Regions from separate parts of the Neogale vison genome. Here region 2 is linked to region 1. Evidence: chromatin contacts called from public Hi-C data. All regions are on one chromosome and are shown on one strand. The core of a region is the stretch at or near the end of the contact, and the rest is flanking DNA. Distances in the headings are between cores, read along the strand shown. Region 1 has its middle 260 kb from the start of TGFB2. Region 2 holds the start of TGFB2 (transforming growth factor beta-2 proprotein).

Region 1 (5,264 bases), core at 300-2,799:
GTGCATATTGGCAAAACGCTCCTGGGGCAAAAAGTGGGGTGAGAGTTATCCTGGGGGCTGGTCAAGGTTAAGGAAATTAGGGTAGTTGAGAACAGAGCAGGGATTCCACATATACAAATCAAATTTTCTTTTGGGAACAATGGAGGGAAGATGGGATTTAATTTCTCTCCTTTTTGTGAGGTTCTTCTATAATGAAGCTATTCATTTTGCATTAATGGCAGTCCAGTGCCAATAATGGATCAGTTTTATGATACTTTCACAAAGATAGACTTTGTGAAAGTCTATAAAGTTGTGAAACTTGATTATAACATTAGAGAATATTCAGTCACTGAGGCTGTGGTTACATATGTTTCCTACGCTGTTTTTGATGATTAACGTCCAAAGACAGATCAAAATTCAGGTCAAAAGTCACTTCCTGGGTAAGTGGAAAGATTTGTGGTGCCCTAAATTGTGCTGTGTCTGTCTATATAAATACAAATCTCTTTGATAAATAGATTTGAAATCATGTACAACAAAGTTGGGTGGGTTGAATAAACAAAGTTTTTTCATGTAGTGTAGATCAAAAATTGATAGGGTACACGTTTCTTTCTGCCACCTGATGAAGACTTGTCTCATTATGTGAGTTACCACTTGATATTCACTAGTACATGCCTAGTACAAAACAGAGAACCTAGGACACATGGTTTATGTCTGAGGAAGTGATTTCTGAAAGTCTCGAGGTCTTAAAAGACAATAAGATAATCCACTAAAGACACTACATTTCTCTTAAAGGAGACAATTTTTTAAAAAAGATTTTATTTATTTATTTGACAGAGAGAGAGAGATCACAAGTAGGCAGAGAGGCAGGCGGGGGCGGGGTGGGGGGCAGTGAGCAGGCTCCCCGCTGACCTGAGCAGAGAGTCCAAGGCAGGGCTCCAGCCCAGGACCCTGAGATCATGACCCGAGCAGAAGGCAGCGGCCCAACCCACTGAGCCACCCAGACGCCCCTAAAGGAGACAATTTTAACGTCTGAGAGACGCATCAAACATGGCGCCTTAGAATAAATTCACATTCAGAGGGAAGGTAATAATAGTTGGAAATTATAGTGTCCTAAAACTCAACAAATTTGTGGAAAACAAGCACTCCTCGTTTCCTTGGAAGGCCTTGGGGAAAATATGTCTCCAAGTGTTCCTGTGGAGCCAGGATTTCAGAGACAACATAGGAACCACATGTCCTGTTTCTTACATGTCCAGTGATGTCTAATGTGGGTGTTCATTGAGCCTGACAACCAGATTGTCCTTAAAAGCAGCTGATCTCATTCCCTGTGGGCGCTGAGTTCCTCGTTCCTGAAGTGGATGAGTTCAGAAGCTCTGGCACTCCTCCATGACTCACCTCCCTGCCGGCAGGCTCCCTGAGAGGGCCCTCAGACCCCTGCTGCTGTCAAGCAACAGAAGAGCCTCTTTTGCTTTCAGACCTCTCCAAGAATGCGGATGCAGCAGTTAGCTCTCTCTCTTAAGCCTCTTGTGGTTAACATGAATAGCATTCTTTCAATTGCTGCAGATATGAAATACCCCAAGTCTTTGAGTCAACAATTAAAAACTCAGGGTCATAGTTTTGCAGGAGATGCTGAAAATGTTTAAGCTTGGGGGCAAAGCATTTTAAACTTGAGTGGTATGAATATTTATTCTCTGTCTAAACATTGCCAATGAAGTAGAGATTTTTCAGTTATTCGTGTTTTATTAGGATAGAGAAAGTCAAGACAGATGGCATGCCCTCCCGATATTTTTTTTTTTTATCACATTAACTGGATACTTAACAAAGAGATACTTTTGTTAGTGTAAAGTAGAGTTAGTTTCTCTGCTTCTCAATCCCATTGTCTGTGGAGTGAGAATACTAATATGTAGTCCACAGAGTTAGCAAACCTGTCAGTTTTCATATTTGTAAAAGGGAGATAATAACAATTAGGTTTGGGATTTGCGGGTGACAATGCCTTGATATTTGGGCCCACACTCAAGGAGGTAGGGAAGTCCCGTTTTCTAAGTTTGTCTGGGATAGCCCAGTTTACATGGGTTGTTGCACGTAATTATTTTAGCATCCTGTTTTGGTCTTAAAAAGGTGTCTCATGTTGGAAAATAAGGGTCAGTAAATTGAGAAGGAAAAAAGATGGCAGCTCACGCACATGGCTCTGTCTGTCCTTGAGTGCTTCATGCATTCCTCTCAGCTCATTTCCCTTCCCCTGTCCAAGAAGAGTCTCCCCTCTGGTGGCTGCACAAGACTATCGTGCATCAGGGGGTAGTCATTTCAGTCTTAACTAGTCCAGCATCACTTCTGTGATTTCTTTTATTAGATAATTTGGAATGAACTGTGCTATCTCATTAAATTTTGTAAGTAAAACTCATGGCAATTTGACTGAACCATAACCACGGGAGTTGTGTGTCCTTGCACTTAGTCATTCTGTTCCAGCAACTGGAGCTCAAGTGGAAACACTCAGAGTCTTCTCCAGACATAGTTCTTCTTACTGGATCTTTCAAAATAATATGTGCTGACAAATTCAGAGTATAAGTGGGGCAGAATCAGGATGGGCACAAATGCATCTTAGAATAACTCTTCCAGATGGCCGCTCCTGTCCAAATGACAAGTTGGGTCTTCCCAGTAGAAAGAAACAGGTAATTATGGTTGGCCTCAACCATGGTCTGGGGTGGAAACTGGGGAATGAATAGCCATAGTGCCCATGAGCTCAGCAACTAAATCGAGCCTTTTGGGTTTCATGCACATGTACAAACCTTCCCGGGAAGATTTGAAAGTTCCAGTTGCAGAGTTTTCCCGGTTCAAGGGCAACAGTCTGTCACAAAAGTTGGAATTCAAAGGTTTGGTCAGGCAGCTGAAAGAGTTTTTCTGGGAAATGGAAGAACAGACAGTGGCAGATAAGGTTTAGAAGATCTGAAATGTGAGGTAGTGAAATCGTAGTGTTCTACGAAAGAGAGAACGAGCTGCTTCTCCCCTGTCTTCCTGGTTCTGACTACAAGTCTGAATCTGAAAGTCTTTGCATCAGCCTTAATAGCCTTTCCTTATTCCTAGTGGGACAAACTTCTAGGATTTTACTCATATCCTTTAATTTAGCTGCTTCTCCTGCTCTTCCTTCTTTGTTTACCATTGAGCTCACTTGCTTGCTTGTAAGTGAGCATATAAGACTAGAGACCAGCAGCTTCCAAAAACCTAATGATTTCATTTGTCTTGATCGTGTTAATTTTTATTATCTTGTTTCTGCATTTTCACTCACATGTCTATAATAGTAAGGCCCCAATTCAGTGAAATATGAAATGATTGCACAAATTGCTATATATGTAACCAAAATGGAGTCATTTCCAAGGCAGATGATAAGACTTCTGTGTAATAGCTTGAAATGTTTACTTGATGGATAGAAATGTTTACTTGATGGATAGATGAACGAAGGTCCATGTTTGGCATAGCGAAGTCTATCTATGGGAGACTGTAGGAGAGGATGGGATGTATGAGCTAAGTGCGTGAAGACCACCTGTATGTACACACATACGTCTGGCACACATGCATGCTTCCAGACGCATGTATACAGATGGCTCTAAGGGTGCTCAGGAAGTATGTTTCATGATCCAGTTCTCAAGATCTTGTTTTTTTACCATGCACAAAATCCATTATTAGAGTTGAAATGATCTAAAAATGATAGCCTCTCTTCAAAAGGAAAACAGAATGGAACAAAGGAAAAAGCAATGAAAGAAGTGCTGCAAGGAACAATTCAGACATCCTGTTTCCCTTCAGCTTCGTTTCTCATTCTCTGCATTTCAAATCTCCATGGTCTTCACATTTCTGAGTCCGTCATCCCCCTTTTTCAAAAGATAATCTAACTTCCCAATTCCCTACTTCATGGAGAAGGTAGATTTACTAGGATAGATTCTCCATCAAACTCTGCTCCCCAACCTTTGGTGGGGGTTTTGGTGAGGGTTTGGCCTCACCAAACCCATTTCCATCATTTCTCTCTCCCTCTAACTACAATGGAAAGGATGTCTGTCTTCCTGCCTAAAATGAATATCTTTTTGTATACCATGGACCTCATAAGAGACACCCTTCTCCTCCCATTTCCTCATTCATTTTGCTGAAGAGCTTTGCTATAAGGCCATCTGTACTTTCCCTTGAAACATGCATCAGCCTATCATACCTGAGTTCTCCGAAATCTTTTTTTTTTTAAGTTATCCTTTTTTTTTTTTTTAATGTGTTTTCAAGTAATTTCCATACTCAACATGGGGTTCAAACTCACAGCCTTGACATCAAGAGTTGCATGTGCTCCCAAAGGAGCCAGCCAGGTGGCCCTTAGTTCTCCGAAATCTTTGACACTGTTGATCCATCTTACTTGAAATCGCCTCTCTTCCTGACTTCAATGATGCTATAATCCAAACCATGAATGCATGAATGAATATAGATATGAGTAAGTATAAATATTTTTATTTATTTATAGAAACATTTATATGCCAGATCCTGGTCTAAGTGCCAAGGCTACTGCAGTGAGCAAATACACATGGATCGTGCCCTTGTGAAGCTTGCTGTCTTTTTGTAAAAGATTGAAATTAAAAAAAATAAAATAGTAATAATGAAGTTGGTAGGTTTGAAGGTAATAAGTGTTCAGGAAAAAATAAAGCTGGAAGTGAAGAGATTCCATTTTTAAATAGTAGTGTCCTCGGGAAAACCCTCGTATTAAAAGAGGCAGGTAAAAGAGCGGCCTAGCCTAACTCATGTTTTAACAGGCTCCTTCTAGCTGGCTTACCAACAGTGGATAATAGGGGGACAGAACAGAAGCTGATGCTTAATTAGAAACTATTGTGATAATGTGCTTGAGGGAAATAATGGTGTCTTAGGTGAGGTGGAAGCCGTGAAAGTATTTGGAGGTGCCCAGATTCTGTATATTTTGAAGGATGGAACAGGTGATACAGGGGATGTGGGATATGGGATGAGAGAGACAGAGGAGAGAGAGAGAGAGAGAGAGAATATAAATATAACACCAAAGGTTTTGGCTTGAGTAACTAGTAAGAGTAGATGAGATGAGGAATACAGAAAGTAGAAGAGACTTGAGGGAAAGATTTTAAATAACTTGAAGTGGTCAAGTTTTTTAAAAATGTATTTGTTTTTATTCATTTTTTAATTGAGGAATATGTTATCTTCTACTCACCATAAGTCTAGCCGGTATCTGTCACCATACAAGGCTATTACAGTATCACTGACCATATTTCCCCACACTGCTCCTTTTATCGCTATGA
Region 2 (4,851 bases), core at 1,223-3,722, 260 kb before region 1:
TAGTCTCGCTGGTTTGCAGGGAGGCTGAACCTGTGACCTCCACAGAGCATCACGACGGAGGTCACCGCCGCAGCATTTGGGTCACCAGCTCTAGTTTGCATGTCTTCCTCTGCTTTCTAGAACAAACGAATATTCACTTTCCCCCCCTTGGTGTAGAGCTGATCTTTTGCTGTTCTCCAGCTGAACTCAAAGGGGTGGCAGCTTGATGAGTCTGGGGGAGAGCTAGGCCCACAGTAGCTCCTTTTGATTCTATCTCTGTTGGCTACTAGAAGTGCAGCTGGTGGTCCAGCTCTTTTTTCAAGACACTTCAATTTGAAACTGGCCACGAGGAAAGGAAACTACTAATGCCGATTCATCTGTAACTTTCAGAAGCAGATTGGAACAATCTCTTTATGTCTGAGTTTTCCAGTGTGCCCTAATAGGTAAAGAATCCCATGTTCAAGGGAGTTCAGAATATGCTACGTTAAAAGACCTGAACAATTTTTTTTTTTTCCTGCAAGATTTTCAGAGCCTTTAACAGGATGATGGGAATTGTCAATCTGCAAGAAGGAACAGGGCCTGCGTATCTCCCAGACTTCCCATCACCTTCGAATCCATGTTTGTCGGGCATGTTCTGGTACCAGTTTACATAGGGCATCTTAGTCTGCAGGCAACGGATCCTGACTGTAAAATGCAGCTCTACCACTTACCATGGAAAAGAAACGTCTGAACTAGGGAATAATATAGAGGCTTTGAGTTTGGGGGAATAGTCAACAGAGTTTCCACTTTAAACCCTCTGTCTAATCAGTATGGCCATCGTCATGATGAAATGAAAATGTTGACTTTGAGTAACTGAAGGTAAAATAGAAAGACAAAGGGAAAAGTGAACCATGGCAAGAATCATTCTTAGACTCATCTAATTGAGACTAGGTTGAAATAGAAAATGTCAAGTAGTGTGTAGTGCCTAGCAGTAGACATCACTTTAAAATTCCGGCTTTCGGGGTGTATGCTATGGAAAGAATGAAGTTGGTTGCTGATGTCTACCTGGGAAAGAAGGCAAGGAAGAGAAAGTCCTATGAAGAAGTGGCATAGGCAGCAAGCTAAGGTATTCATTCATTCATACAGTGAAACAAGTACATCTAGTTCATTCTCTAAGTAAAAAAAGTGCTGTTTTCATGTTCTCATCAGTTTACAGTGAAATGGGGGACTAGACTGTAAAAAAACAAACCCTAATAAGATAATCTTTAGGAGAGATGTACTAGCCTAGTGTTAGGGGATCTCAGAAAATGATTCCACTAAAAATGTAGGAAGTGAATCTTAGATTGGAAGCATGTCTCAGGGCTGGGGGCATCCTGAGTAAACTGTGTGATGCACATTCACGAGAGAGAGAGAGAGAGAGAGAGAGTTGTGTGTGTACAGTACAGAAGGGAAGACTTTCTAGAGCAAGTGATTGAGTTTGGGAGGCTGTGCGTGAGCCACATTAAGTAAAAACGGGAGGCCTGATAGCTTGTCCTTCAACAGACCGGTCCAAAATGACTATATAAAGTAAATACCATAAATCACTGTTGTCAGGGCGCACACTCCACCTCCTCCCTCCCTTGCCCGCAGCCGTCCTCATTTCCACACCCCCTCCACGGTTCGGGGAGAGCTCGTGGTCTAAGTAAACGAGAGGACTTCTGACTGTAATCCTAGCACGTCACTTTGTTGAAGGCAAACACGTGGTTCCGAGAGAACTTATAAATCTCCCCTCCCAGGCAAGATCGTGATGTTATCTGCTGGCAGCAGAAGGTTCGCTCCGAGGGGAGCTCCAGAAGCCCCCGACGAGAGAGAAAGAGAGAGAGAGAGAGGAGAAGAGAGCAAGGCAGGAGAGGTAGACGAGCGAGCGAGAGACAGGAGCACAGAGAAGAGCAGGGGCGCGGGGGACGGAGACCCGGGGAAGGGATGGAGAACCGTGTAACGGTCTAGGGAGCCGCGGGGCAGCGGAGCGAGGGGCTGCCCGGCTGCAGGAAGTCGGAGGAGAGGGTCTGTCGCAGGGTGCCAAGTGCCCACCTACCCGCCGCGAGAAAGTCCGAGTGGGAGGGGAACCGGGAGAGGCTGGGAAAGGGTGGGAGTCCAAGGGACCCCCTCGTCGCCCCTTTAGGAGAAACACTGCCCAGGCAGCGCGCCCCCGGGGCTGACTGCAACGGCGGCAGCTGGTCGTCTATTGCCGGGTTGGCGTCTGGAGCGAGAGCAGAAGGAGGAGCAGGAGAAGGAGGGAGGTGGAGGCTGGACGCGTCCGCGAGCGGCGGCACGACGTGGAGTAGCCGGGCGGGTCGGCGCGCGCCGGCCGGGCTGTCGGCCACCGCGCGCAGCTCCGGGAGCAGGATCGTCGCCGCCTCCGCCGCCGCCGCCGCGGCCCGCGCAGGACCCGACCGCGTCCCGAGCGCCGTGCGGAGCGCACCCGCCTCCCCGCGGCGCGCCGGCTCGCCCCCAGCGCGCGCACAGGCGCGCGCGCACACACACTCGCTCACACACTCACACACTCACACACGTGTGCGCTCTCCGCTCCGGAGCCGCGGCTGCTCCTGCTCTCAGCGCCGCAGTGGAAGGCAGGGCCGAACCGCTCCTTCTTTAAATACTTAAATTACCGCCCGGCCAGCCTCGGCGGCCCCCCGCACAGCGCTCCCGGCGCCCCTCCCGCCAGCTCGCCGGCTGCCAGCCCCGGGACCTTTTCATCTCTTCCCTTTTGGCCGGAGGAGCCGAGTTCAGATCCGCCACTCCGCACCGAAACTGACACACTGAACTCCGTTGCCTCCTCTTAAATTTATTCCTGCCTAATAGCCACTCGTCTCTTTTTTCCCCCTCATCTCGTCGCTCCAAGAAAACTTTTTCTTACTCCCCAAAGTTAGAGTCCCCCCTGCCCATCGTGTATTACTATTTCCACTTTTGGAACGACTTGCATTTTCTTTTTAAAGGAACTCAAGCAAGATACCTTTTTCTATCGGACGTTGACTCTCGATTGTTTGCAAAAGTTTCGCATTAAAAAAAAAAAAAAAATCTACCTGATCTGTACTTGAGAGTTGTTGGTTTCTTTTTTTTTTTCCTTAGTTGTTTTTTTTTTTTTTACTTTTTTTTTTTATTATTATTTTTCCACCTTTAAAAAAAATGCACTACTGTGTGCTGAGCGCTTTTCTGCTCCTGCATCTGGTCACGGCCGCGCTCAGCCTGTCTACCTGCAGCACGCTCGATATGGACCAGTTCATGCGCAAGAGGATCGAGGCGATCCGCGGGCAGATCCTGAGCAAGCTGAAGCTCACCAGCCCCCCAGAAGACTATCCCGAACCCGAGGAAGTGCCCCCGGAGGTGATTTCCATCTACAACAGCACCAGGGACTTGCTCCAGGAGAAGGCGAGCCGGAGGGCGGCCGCCTGCGAGCGCGAGAGGAGCGACGAGGAGTACTACGCCAAGGAGGTTTACAAAATAGACATGCCGCCCTTCTTCCCCTCGGAAAGTAAGTACTGTTCTTTCGCTTCCATTCCCTGAGGCTTAGCGCGGCCAGAGGCTCTCGGAGCCGCCACGACTCCGGGGACGGCCCTTCCCGCCCGGGGTCGGGGCCGCGCTCCCCTCCCCTCCCCGGTCCTGCGTCCCACCCACCTCCCTGCCCGTTGCGTGCCTGAGAGCCTTAGGCTTGCAGTCGGCCACTTTCGACTTGGTTTTCTCCATGTCTCCCTTCCCCCCACGCCTCGGTCCTGTACGAGGCGTTAGGCTCTCCTTCTGGCCCCTGAAAGTCTCTTCCCGGCCACCAGCCAGGGCTCAGCCCCCCTCCTCGGTCGCACGCGAGGCGCTCCCCGGGGCCGAGTTAGACCGGGACGTCTCGGTGGGCTTGTTTTCTCCGCGGGGACCCCACCGAACTGGCGCACGAAGGGTTAAAAAAAGAGTGGCTCAAACCTAGCCTCTCCGGAAGGCGCCCCTTTCCGGGCCGACCTATCAGCGGGTTCCCCAAGCCTTCCCTATTGTCTCTAACGCCCCTAAAAATGTCAGCATCGCCAGGACAAAACCCCATTTGGAGACCCCTCCAAAAGCACCTCCGAACCCCCAGTTCTTGGACCTCCTGCCACAGCGGGTGCTTACACCCCCGCCCCCCAAGGCGAGATCTTGTCACCTCGTCCCCTCTCGATTTCACCTGGAGTGGCAGGAAAGACAACTTCGCTTCTGACGACGTCAAAAAAGTGTTTTACTTCGCGTTATTTTTCAGAATTCCCTCGGACCTGTCTTCTTAAGGTCGCGGGTGGAGCAGATCATTTTCCTGACGGGTTTACCGTTGAACTTTCTCCCTCTCGAGCCCTCGGCTCCCAGAGCTTTCTGTGGCTTCCTTGCAGTTACTTCGGCGTGTTCCTAAATCTTACAGAGAGTAGAGGACAACCGAGTTTTTTGTTTGTTTATTTGCTTGTTTTTTTTTTTTTTGTTGTTGTTGTTTTTAATGTTTTTAAACTGGCTTCTCCGAGGGCAGCGTCCTCAATACCAGGGGCAAACAGTAGCGACGGGCGTGAAGTGATTGATCGTGCGGTTCCTCTGGGGGGAAGGGAAGAGGACAGTTAGCAGAGAAAGATTTCCAAGTTCTTAAGGGAAAAAAAGAAAAAGAAAAGAAAAGAAAGAAAAAGAAAAAGAAAGAAAGAAAGGAAGGAAGGAAGGAAGGAAGGAAGGAAGGAAGAAAGGAAGGAAGGAAAGACATATCCAGTGATACCTGAGAGGGTTAAATACCAGGAAGAAGAAAAAAAAAAGAAAAAAAAAAGCTTCAACATTTGCCTATTCCAAATCCCAAGTCATAAACTTTTTCATTGGTTGCCCATTTCTCTCCTCCCCTTTCCATGCCCTATATACTTGCTGGCCGCC

The links. Hi-C and Micro-C count contacts between places; a contact is called where the count stands out from the background.
Region 2: a contact with region 1 is called in a Hi-C map of muscle, with 4 times the contacts expected there. The contact joins the promoter of TGFB2 here to the enhancer-like site in region 1. A contact is called at or near these places in 2 of 3 Hi-C or Micro-C datasets (fibroblasts and muscle).

The regions. Positions count from the first base shown.
Region 1 is chr10:13,085,901-13,091,164 of ASM_NN_V1, reverse strand. No RefSeq gene overlaps it. Among named protein-coding and RNA genes, the nearest start is that of TGFB2, 260 kb to the left of the region's middle. Within about 2 kb of position 1,549, the one cell type or tissue checked has open chromatin away from gene starts, as enhancers often do. A contact at or near this core is called in fibroblasts, where this site is marked.
Region 2 is chr10:13,347,278-13,352,128 of ASM_NN_V1, reverse strand. It overlaps TGFB2 (transforming growth factor beta-2 proprotein), which reads left to right and starts at 2,472. Exons shown (of 8, transcript XM_044266821.1): 1 at 2,472-3,469. The coding sequence starts at 3,124.